Linked DNA regions of Hordeum vulgare: region 1 is linked to region 2. The links are chromatin contacts, called in public Hi-C maps. All regions are on one chromosome and are shown on one strand. The core of a region is the stretch at or near the end of the contact, and the rest is flanking DNA. Distances in the headings are between cores, read along the strand shown.

Evidence for each region. Hi-C and Micro-C count contacts between places; a contact is called where the count stands out from the background.
Region 1: a Hi-C map of seedling shows a contact between it and region 2, with 2.8 times the contacts expected there. The contact joins the promoter of LOC123427833 here to the promoter of LOC123427824 in region 2. A contact is called at or near these places in 1 of 6 Hi-C or Micro-C datasets (seedling) and 1 of 1 datasets of contacts at active chromatin or transcription factors (embryo).

What each region holds. Positions count from the first base shown.
Region 1 is chr1H:162,266,870-162,272,415 of MorexV3_pseudomolecules_assembly, reverse strand. It overlaps LOC123427833 (S-type anion channel SLAH2-like), which reads right to left and starts at 3,948. Exons shown (of 4, transcript XM_045111973.1): 1 at 3,778-3,948; 2 at 1,010-1,160; 3 at 393-911; 4 at 1-199. The coding sequence starts at 1,150.
Region 2 is chr1H:161,451,102-161,456,114 of MorexV3_pseudomolecules_assembly, reverse strand. LOC123427824 (rhomboid-like protein 11, chloroplastic) reads right to left here and starts at 3,001. Exons shown (of 7, transcript XM_045111962.1): 1 at 2,575-3,001; 2 at 2,351-2,469; 3 at 1,830-1,915; 4 at 1,567-1,607; 5 at 1,318-1,484; 6 at 1,161-1,223; 7 at 175-502. The coding sequence starts at 2,977. The coding sequence ends at 323.

The DNA of each region.
Region 1 (5,546 bases), core at 2,699-5,198, 820 kb before region 2:
TGAGCACCACGGAGATGTACCAAAGCACCAGGTTCACCTTGGGGCTCACGTGCAGGAACTCGGTCGGCGCCGCCGTTGCGATCGTCTTGTACAGGATCGCCTGGCTGCTGACCCCGAGGCACATACCGAATGCCGAAATGGGGAATCGGAGCAGGAACGGCCACTTCTTGTCCGCCGGCAGCGCCAGCTCCTCGGACGACTGAAGTATTGTTCACAATATATACGTAGCTTTTTTATTATGAGGCTCGAAATGTGATGGAGCGATGGAAGAAGAAGACGAAGAAGGAAATGTGATAGAGCCATGGAAGAAGAAGAAGAAGAAGAAGAAGAAGAAGAAGAAGAAGAAGAAGAAGAAGAAGAAGAAGAAGAAGAAGAAGAAGTGGTGGTGATACCTTGAGTTTGTCCAGCTCGGGCCCCTCCAGTGCGGCGAAGAAGCGATCAACATTTTCGCTACTCACGGCTTCTCCCTGTCCCTGAGCCAACTCCTCCTCCTCGGGGGTACTAGCCGGCACGCCGCCGCCGGCTAGATGGGTGATCTGCCGCTCCAGCTTCCCGGAAAACGTCTTGAACGAGTCGTAGCGCTTGTCCCGGTTCATCGTCCTGCTACTGATCCGTCTCACGCCGTGGGTGGGCACCCCGCCGGGGATCGGCTGCGACCGGAACATCAGCTTGTGCGGCTGCTGCACGAACCTCACGTGCTGCGCCGGCTCCTGTGCCGCGTTAGGCATGGCCTGCTTCCGCTCGTGCAAGTCACCGCCGGGCGCCACGAGGGGCTCGAAGCCGGTCGGCGACGACGGCAGGCTGATAGACGACACCGGGTGGCCCGAGCGCATCCCCGGCGGGTTGAACGGCGAGTCGAAAGCTGGGAGCACCGCCTCGCTGCGCGGAGCCACGCGGTCCGGCGGCCGCATCTGCATCAAATTGAAATACATAAGCTCCATTTCTTTCTCAGCCGCGATGGATCAGTACGTGCAAGTGGAACATGGAGGGAGATGCATTGCAGGCTCACCCGGGCGGGGGCGGGGTGAAGCACCGGTTTGGGGCTCGGTAACGGGGTGCTCGTCGTATCGAAGCCGTCGAGATGGGAAACCTCAACGTTGGCGAGGAGGGACGGCACCTCGCCGGTCTTGCTGCTTGTGTTGGCTTCCATGGCTCCAGACCTGTAGCCAGTGTGAGAACCAAGCAAGGGGAGAGTGAGCGCGCTTAAATAACAAACACACATTAACCCTTTATTTATTTAGATATATTTTTTGCTATGACCAAGAGAGTGAAACAAATCAAAATCAGGAGTAACCAAGCATGCATCATCCATGTCACCATCCAAACTGTCAAAAGCAAATCAATGTTTTTCTGCACGCGCGCTTACTAGTGCCCAAGCCAAACTGTCCATGTCGAGCTGGACCAGCACACGATCAACAGATTTGCCATATATTTGGGCCTTTTTCTCAAATCTTTTTGTTGGCAGCTTACCAAGCTAACTAGTTCAGAATTACTTGTCAGAAGAATGAATGTATCTAGATGCATTTTAGTTCTAGATACCTTTATTTTCATACGTTTTTGCGACATGTAATTCTGAACGGAGGAAGTATTTGGTTACATTTTGCCATTCTTTTATCTTACAGTTTTTGCTAAGTCTATCGAGAGTCCGAGACTTTGTTGTGCCTCAGTCGATACTATATGCCTTTGATCTTGCATCGTGATCCGCATTTTTTTTCATTTTTCATTTTTTGTTTTTATATACTATATCACTTGACGTAAGCTTGATTAAATCTCAATCGAATGAGACTTAATCACATCATTTATCTTAATGAAATCTACAGAGTGCGTGCCCGTCTTGCTTAAAAAAAAAAAAGAGTTCCATCCAGGATGTTAAGTATAACAACTACTAGACGCTTCTGCGTGTTGTTAGGCGGACAGGTAGGGAAATGTTCAGAGCATCGGCATGAGAGCACAAAAACAGAGAGAGGGGAAAAATCCAGGAAGGCAGGCAGGGAACACAAGGTGGTGGACAGAGCATGTGCAAACGGCGATTTGTATTGCCTGCCGCCTTTTAAATAGGCAGGCAAATGCGCCGTACGTATATGATGAGTCGATGACTGGCTGGTTCGTTGGCTTCCCACTGGCCCCATCAGTGCGTGACACATCGCGTGGACACTTCCTAGGAGCCGTCGTCGGGAAAAAAAAAGGAGCTGTATGCGTACTTCTGGCTGGGTATTACGCGTCACCACCCCACAGTTGTGGATGGTTGTGAGAGCAAGCTGTATACTAGTAGTAGTACTACTACCAGTGAATACTGCTCCACGACGCTGCACGAGAGCCTCACACAATTCTTGACGAGCCTGTTTGTTTTTCCTACTGACAAATCTTGCCAGCTCTCTGAACCGGGGGTGCCCGGAGTGTGGTGAGCGGTGCTGCACTTGCACATTTACGGAAGTTTCAGCAACGTTTCTGACGCGGATGGCAACGGTAGCGTGCGTTTGGGATGGGGGCCTAATTCGAGGAAGTTTGTTATTTCATTTTCCTTGTTCTCGCTCCTCCTTGTTCCTAAACGTAAACCTTTTTACAACTTTTTTATTATTAAATTACATAAGGATGTATATAGACATATTTTAAAATATATATTTATTTATTTTGTTTCATATGTAATTTTTATTAAGATGTTTAAAAAACTTATATTTAAAAACGGAGGGAGTAAGTCTTTATGAAACTTCCAAGTAAGGATGGCATTACTGCCGGAGCGTCAGTTTCAGGAATGGCAGGATGATGGAGCGTCATTCAAGCTAAGGTAGTGGATAAAATTTCGTTGGGGCTCCAGATTCTACTAAACAACCCCGCTTCCCCGCCCTCCCCCGCATCAAGCCTGCGAACGTTGTTGACTCATCGGCCATGACAAGTTTCACCATCTAAAATACCAGTCGAGGTGGCAGGAGCAGTTCCAGGCCGGGCAGAATACACGGTGTGAGATCGAAACAGCTGTGCATGCAGACTTCAAATCGGAGTCCAGGACGTGAGTAATAAAATCAAGGTGCAGTCCCCATCGTATTGACAAGGGACTAGCCCGTACGTACAGCCAGGACCTGATGAGGATGGATGGATGGATCGGGCATGGAAAGGCTTGACATCCTGGAGACAGACAGACGGGACAAAGATCAGCCGTCGCCCTCGCCCTCGCCGCATTGAACAGGGAGGCTGCGTGCAGCTCTCTGAAATCTGATTTAGAAGAAAAAACAAAAATCTGGAGTAGCATTGACTAATATGTTCCATGGACGGCACTGGTATTTTCATTTGATAGACAGCTGGGAGGAGGAGATGTTGGACGGACGGAGCACATTGGTCGTTAGCCGTACGTCGACGTCGGCGAGGGTGGCGTCCGTCTGGTCCGGCCATAGACGAGACGCCGCATGTGTCCCAGGATGACTTGTGCAAGACAAAGACAGGGTGGTTTCAATCAAATTAGTACTAAATGAAATTCAAGTTGTCGCTGCTTCCGTGTACATGGGGCTGACCTACCAATCTGGAGTAGTAGATCGCTTGGTTTACGCCTTAATCCCCGGCCAGCTAATATCATATTCCTAACTATGCGCGCGCAGTGCTCCGACGACGGCGCCACGCCCACGCGCATGCATACAAATTGTCGTCAGCGCATAAACAATTCCTCTCCTCCCAGTCCCAGGGCAGGCGCGCGGCGGCGTGGTTGGCCATGCAAATTGATTTATTCGCCACGCCGCCGGGCGAAAACAAAACAAACACAAGTGGGGGTGGTAGATTAGATGTCACCTGAGAGAGCTACGACGGCGACGAGGGAGGAGGACTGGGCAGCAAGGAACGAGGCCGGCGGTGTTGGCGGCCGCGGCAGCCGGTCCGGCAGTGGAGGATCGCCGGAACCAGCACCCAGCCTAGCCTGCTAGGAGAGCCAAAACGGGCGCGTCCGTTGGGTGGCCTAGCTCTCCTATTACAACGCGGCGGCGTGGGTTGTTGGCGGGGGACAGGCTGGACCAGAGCTCCTAAACATGGCAATCAGCCCAGCCCAGCCCAGCGTAAGGGATAGCAAGACAGTTAGACAGACTGCAGACACGAAACTACAGCTCCATCTTGATCAGCGCATCAGGATATAAAAATTGAAGGAACGTCCCATCGTTCGGAATATTAGTAGTAATACTTCCTCCGTACCTAAATATAAGTCTTTTAAGATATTTCACTATGTGTCTACATACGAAGCAAAATGAATGAATCTATACTTTAAAGTATGTCTATATACATCCGTATGTAGTTCATTAGTGAAACCTCCAGAAAAACTTATATTTAGGAACGGAAGGAGTAGGTCTGAACGCCTTAAATTTGCATGCATGCACATGTTTGGGGCGTGTCTACAAGTACTAATTGGTCTGGTTAGAAGCAACTACTATAATTACATGCATGCAAAGAAAAACAACAATATATGCAGTCAAAAAAAAAATTAGCTGATGTCAGCAAATATTCCATCTAAAATTATAATCAAAATGTTTTGTTGTTCTGATTGAAAAACTGCTTTCATATAAAGAATTCGTGGCCTTCAAAACTAGATCCTACGTTGCTATATTTTGATGACTTTTCAAGTAAAAAGTTAACCCAAGTGTGTTACAGAAGTTATCATGTCAGTTGTGTATAAGTTATCATGTTGTTTTACATAGAAATTACTAGGATATAAAAATAGTTCTTGTAATCTTCTCTTCACATGCACATGGATGCATGCATTAGAAGGGAAAAAAGATAATACATCGTGGATTCTACATATTTCAAAGCTATAAAATGTGTTGTAGCTCAAATCGGCGGTCTAATATAAAAAAATGTTTCCACATAAAAAATCCGTCTAATGACACCTATGAAACTAGATCCCATGTTGATATATTCTATTGACTTTTTTGTGTGCAAATAGTTATCATGCCTAGGCTAAGAAGGTTATTAGCTATATTATCATGATTTTTACACATGAGTTATGATGATACGTTCTCAATAACTTTTTTAGGACAAAGTTACAACGGTGTTTGTGTATGAGTTCAACACTTGTGATCCGTATATTATGTGACAGCCCGGTGCCGACGTTCCAGAAGATTCCCCTCTCTTTCCGTTTTCGTCATGTCATTTATTTTATTTGTCGCATCGTCATCGCATCATGCGCATCATCGGCATTGCATCGGCATCTCCGTTGCCGCCCGTTTTCAAAACTTGCATTCGTTAGTAGTTGCCGGTTCTCGTCGTCGTCCGTTCTGAGTCCGACCGCACACGCACGCGCCCGCGGCACCGTCGAAACCCTGTTTTTAAAGTGCGTTTAAAACTCTCTCTGATCGAGGTGAAACTTGGCACGCGGTTGCGATTAGATATAGCGAGGCCGCCTGTCGAATTTCGTCGCGATCGGAGACCGTCTGGTACCCGAACGGTCGCCCGCAGCGGCACCGTCTTCGGTTATTCGTCGGACGTCTGTCGGTGTTGTTAAAACTCGTGCCGTGCCGCCCGCTCTCCCCCTCGTCTCCGGATGTCTACACAACACGGCCACGTAGCACGCCCCG
Region 2 (5,013 bases), core at 1,752-4,251:
CCTGTAATCTTCCCCCTTTTTTTGTTTTCTTTCTCTTTCATCCTTGATCCTCGGATCACGTTCACATTTTGTTATCCCCGCATTGCTACCTCCTTTTGATCAATATATGCCAGTCATGAGCTGGGTCTTTAAAAAAAAAAGAACCTCACACTAGAAGTGTGGACACATTGAGTATGAGTGTGGGATGTTGTCCTTTATGATTTCATTTCCAACAGAAATCAGAATTACGTATGAGTGTGGACACATTGAGTAGTACGTACATTTGAAGAAGAAAAATTGTAATGAACGATATAGTGTGTTAGCATGGCGGCTCTAGCTTAAATTAACTTCTTTTGTCCTTGCTATCCTTTGAAGCCTTTGGGCTATCATCATTAGACGATAAGGGGATTCTGTTGATCACAAATACTAATGCAGCACCAATTAAAGCACCCGAGACATGGGCAATGTTGTTTACTTGAAGAGCGGTGCCTGTTACGGTGGTTGCACGTGCAGCTTCCATGACCTATAAGAGCAAAATTGGGGTTAATCAAGAATGTCTGTTTCGTATACAAAAATAAAAGGAAGCCTGATGCACATAGCTCCCGCTTGCGCCGGGTCCGACCACTTTCCCAGGACTCAAACCCGTGGTCACAAGGCAACAACTTTACAGCTGTGCCAAGACTCCCCTTTGGTATACAAAACTAGCAAAATATTGCAGTAAATAAATACTCTGGAAAACAACAGATGCCTGTTTAGAATGCAGGAAGATTACAGGAATCGGTTCATCTGCATATGAACTTATAATCTATCATTCCTGTATTCCCTACTGTCAAATAACCTAGCATTTCACTACCTAGAAATATCCGAGTATTTTTAGTCATGATGGGTGGGAAAATATGGCAATCCCTTTTTGTCCTGTAAACTAGTGATTTCTGACATTGTGAATGTGTGATAAATTTGAAGGAGTGTAATTTTGTGATAATTGAAAATTAGATAGCACTCGTTTTTCAGTAAAATAGAACCATGAATATTTAGGGAGTAATAAAATGAATAGGCGGCAGTGAACAACCCCACCTGCAGATGTATTCATTTCATTGCTGTAACTAAGATATGTTCAACAAACAAATGGGAGTCAGGCAACAACAAATAGTGGATTCCCCACAAGATAGTGCAGTAATTACCTTGTCAACAACAAATTGACCAAGGATAAGGACCTCAAGAATCTTTCTCCAGTCCCAGGACATCTGTTGCAATAAAGGAGCAATACAAAGATTCTAAATAAGATTACTGCTCATCAAGGGAAATACTCTGGAACAGATCAAGTTTAGGCATAATCACCTTTACTAGTACACTAATTGTGAAAAGGCCAAAAACAGCCCCAGATGCTCCAAGCGACACGGACGACGTAGGGAGAACTAACCATGAAATCAAGTTTGCTCCAGCACCGGTGAAAATATAAGACATCCACAGTGCGAAGTTACCCTCCTCCTCTTCCACAAGCTTTCCTGTATATTAAGATGGTAACTGGGCATCCTTTAACAAAACTACAAGCATCAAGCAAAGCATTGCTTCAGGTACCAAACTCACCAAAAATGTACACAAAGAACAGATTGCTTGAAAGGTGATTCCTGTAAGGGATTACAGATAACTGAATAAGTGAAAATTATACATTGCCCCGAAAGAATGTTAAACACTTACAGTCACTGATATATCAGTACAATAACGGAATAAGTACAGTAGTTTGTTAGTTACTGCATATTTGTTTACATTTACAGAGGGAACTAAAATGGAAAGAAACATACATATAAATATATATAAAAATGCAAGCCGCAACAAGAAGTTAAACTGACCAGTTAGCATGGCAAAACGTTGATGTCACAAACTGATACCAAGAAGGGAATGCATGGTACAGGTAGAGTGCCTTTATCTGCCGGATCTGAAATGCAAAGCAAAGGTAACAAATATCAACAAGTAACAATGTGTCCTCAATTTTCATCCAAGTAGTAATATATCCTCATATAGGAATATAAATAATAGACACGCGTTCATAATGTTTGGGATATAAATTCAGTAATTTGAACATAAATTCAGTATTTGATAAAAAATTATGATCGCAAGTTCGCATCATTGCCTGTGCATCCTTCCACTGATCATTTCTTCAGGGTGTTCTTGCAATTAAACAACCATAGTACTTGAAAATTTATGGCCAATTTAATTGAAATGGGATGTATATCAACATAATTCAGCAAGTTGTACAGTATATCTCCCATCACTCTGGTTTCTGCAGATGTTCTACTACCATAGAACGCCAGTTCTCGAGGGCCTACATGGATTTGTGCATATTGAAATAGCCAAGAGATTGCAATGATACCTGTAACAAGTGGTCTGCAACGTAGAGCCCAAGATTAAGCAGCAAGATCCAGAATATGGCGTTGGCACGACCACCCTGCTGCTTCGTGTCCTTGGCGAGCTCCAACTCGGACACCAAATCTGATCACATGTCAAAGATAAAAGAAGAAAAAAACACTCAGAGAACAATTCACACTGCTGCAATCTGCTTACGTCTTGGCAGCAAGGAAGAAGAGGAGGGCTCACCTGAGTGCCGCATTCCGCAGCGGAGCAGATCGCGGCGGGCGGCGGCGACTACAGCCACTAATCGGCGTGTGATGGAGATGGAGGGGGCATGGCGCCGGGGTAGGGAGGGGGTAGGGGAAGGGAGTGGCTTCGAGAACGTCCCCGAAGGCGCGGGTAGGAGGAGCAGCAGCTGCTGCGCCATGGCTCGTTCCTTTCTCAACTCTGTTTTCCCCCTTAGCCTGCTGTGTGGGTTTTTTCGAGACGAGGGACTTATTAGCAAGGGGGCTCCGGTGCCAGCGAAGATTATATTCCGCAAAAGGCAAAGCTGCTCTGTTCCATCCGTGCGATGGAGTTCAGGAATGTATGAACATACCGCTTTTTCCTCATGGAAACATACTGCCCTTTTTTCTTCCTCAGACAACATGACGGTATAAAATAGCGATAAAATTATATTCATATTCATAATTCTTTTTTTAAAGATCCATCAATTTGTTTGTTTCAATTAGATTTAGCAGAAAACAGCGGAAAAAAACAACATGGAAAGGATCAGAAGATCAAAGAGGAAAAAAAGGACAACTCTATTGGCTACAAAACAACACTACACTTACAAGACGGAACGCCATCGCCCACATCAAGGCAACACAGCTCTAACTTGAACGAAGAACTACGAAGAACAAAGCAAGGTTGGCGTCACGAGAGATCACCGAAAGGACAACGTGTCGTCCATCATCGTACGCCACCAGGACCCCGCACCGTAGCTTCGACTCTACAGCAACAGCAATTGAGGTAGTCTCACGGACATGTCAGAGAAGAACTGACTACCATGACCAAAGCCACGCCTCCCACATTGTTCACCATCGTCATCGTTGCCACACGAGCCAAAACCTACCCCAATGTTCGATAGACATGACCAATTAGCACGAGCAACAACCCCGATCTATCACTAGTCCCCCTGACCGGCAAGGTGCTCTTGAAACAATGCCCCAAGAGGTGTGATCTCGTCGCCATCATCGTTCGATCCCATGGGATCAAGGGTTTCGCCCGAGCCACATTGCATAGCAGAGCGAGCAGGAACGCCTCATCAATGCCTTCAAGAAAGGAGCGGCGCCCGCAGGCGTAGTCGTGGCCTGCCCCCGCCCAAAGAACCGGCAACAAGGTCTTCACCCGGCGTTGCACCTCCAACCATGAACCTGGGCCAGACCATCACCGCAGACACACTCCCGATGAACGTCGGCCACCCGCGCCCAACGCCCGCCGACTGCTGCGACCACCTATAGATCTGGACGTCGAGGCCGAGATCCCCATCGTTGCCACCGGTCTGCGTTGGGTGACCACCGGCCTCATGCACCCGACGGTCATCGCGGCCACCTCGCGGAACAGGATGACACGGCCCGAACTGCCTCGCACCGCCCTTGGAGTCCATCGAGCCGACGGCCGCTGAAGTACGAAACCGCTAACTTGCTCCCACGTGACCCCATCCCTGTGCCAATACGCTCACCACGAGCCTTCATGGCGGTGGCCACCCCCAAATCATGCTGGGCCCACCCTGGTGTTACGCCCCCGCATCCCGTGCGACCACCACACGCCAAAGCATTGGCTTGGCGCGTCACCGCCAGCCTCGCCATGCCACCCGCTACATTCGACAACACAACACATGGGCAGAGGAGCTCCACCTTCGTGACCTTCCGCCAGATACGCGTCGCACGCCAGATTCGCGCCACGCGCTAGATCCGCCCCCGCGCACGCCCGATCCACGCCGCATGCACCTACGCCCCATGCGCGACCGCGCACCCGCGCCTCCGTGCGCTGCCTCACCGACCAGACATGCCGGCCCGAGCGCACGCAGCCGCTCAAGCTCCCAACAAAGCCACCGGCCCGCCCCACCAACCTCCGGACAGAAGGAGAAGGGCCCCGCCATCGTCGGGTCGCGCGGGCTTTGCCCGACGATCGTTGTAGGCGGCGGCGAGGGCGGAGGGTGGTGGTTTCGTTGTTCGCACCGGCGTCTAGGATTTGCTCCCGAGCCGCCCACTAGAGCGACGTAGGAGCTGTCAGAGGGGATGATGTGTATCTTCCGCCACTCTCTTCATATCCATAAATCACCTACCAACGACTGCACGTACTGGATCAAGCCTAAGGCACGCCGTTGTCGTTACACCTCCGCCGTCAAAGTTGGACAAATCTTGTTAAAGTAGATAGTCGGGAAGTCTTCGTGCTAAAACCCCAAATAACCGGCACGCCAGAACATCAAAATTTATCGATGAAGAGAAGTGTATATCAGAAGGACACACAATCAAACACCAGACCCAAGCAAATCCATCAAATACAAACACTGATCAAATCATGGAGATCCACTAGAGAGACACCTTCACACGATCTCATGTGAATCTGGACGTGCCATTGGGACAAGAGCTAGGCAGGAAAACCTTATTCCATCTTACGGAAGTCGTCGTCATGGCGTCT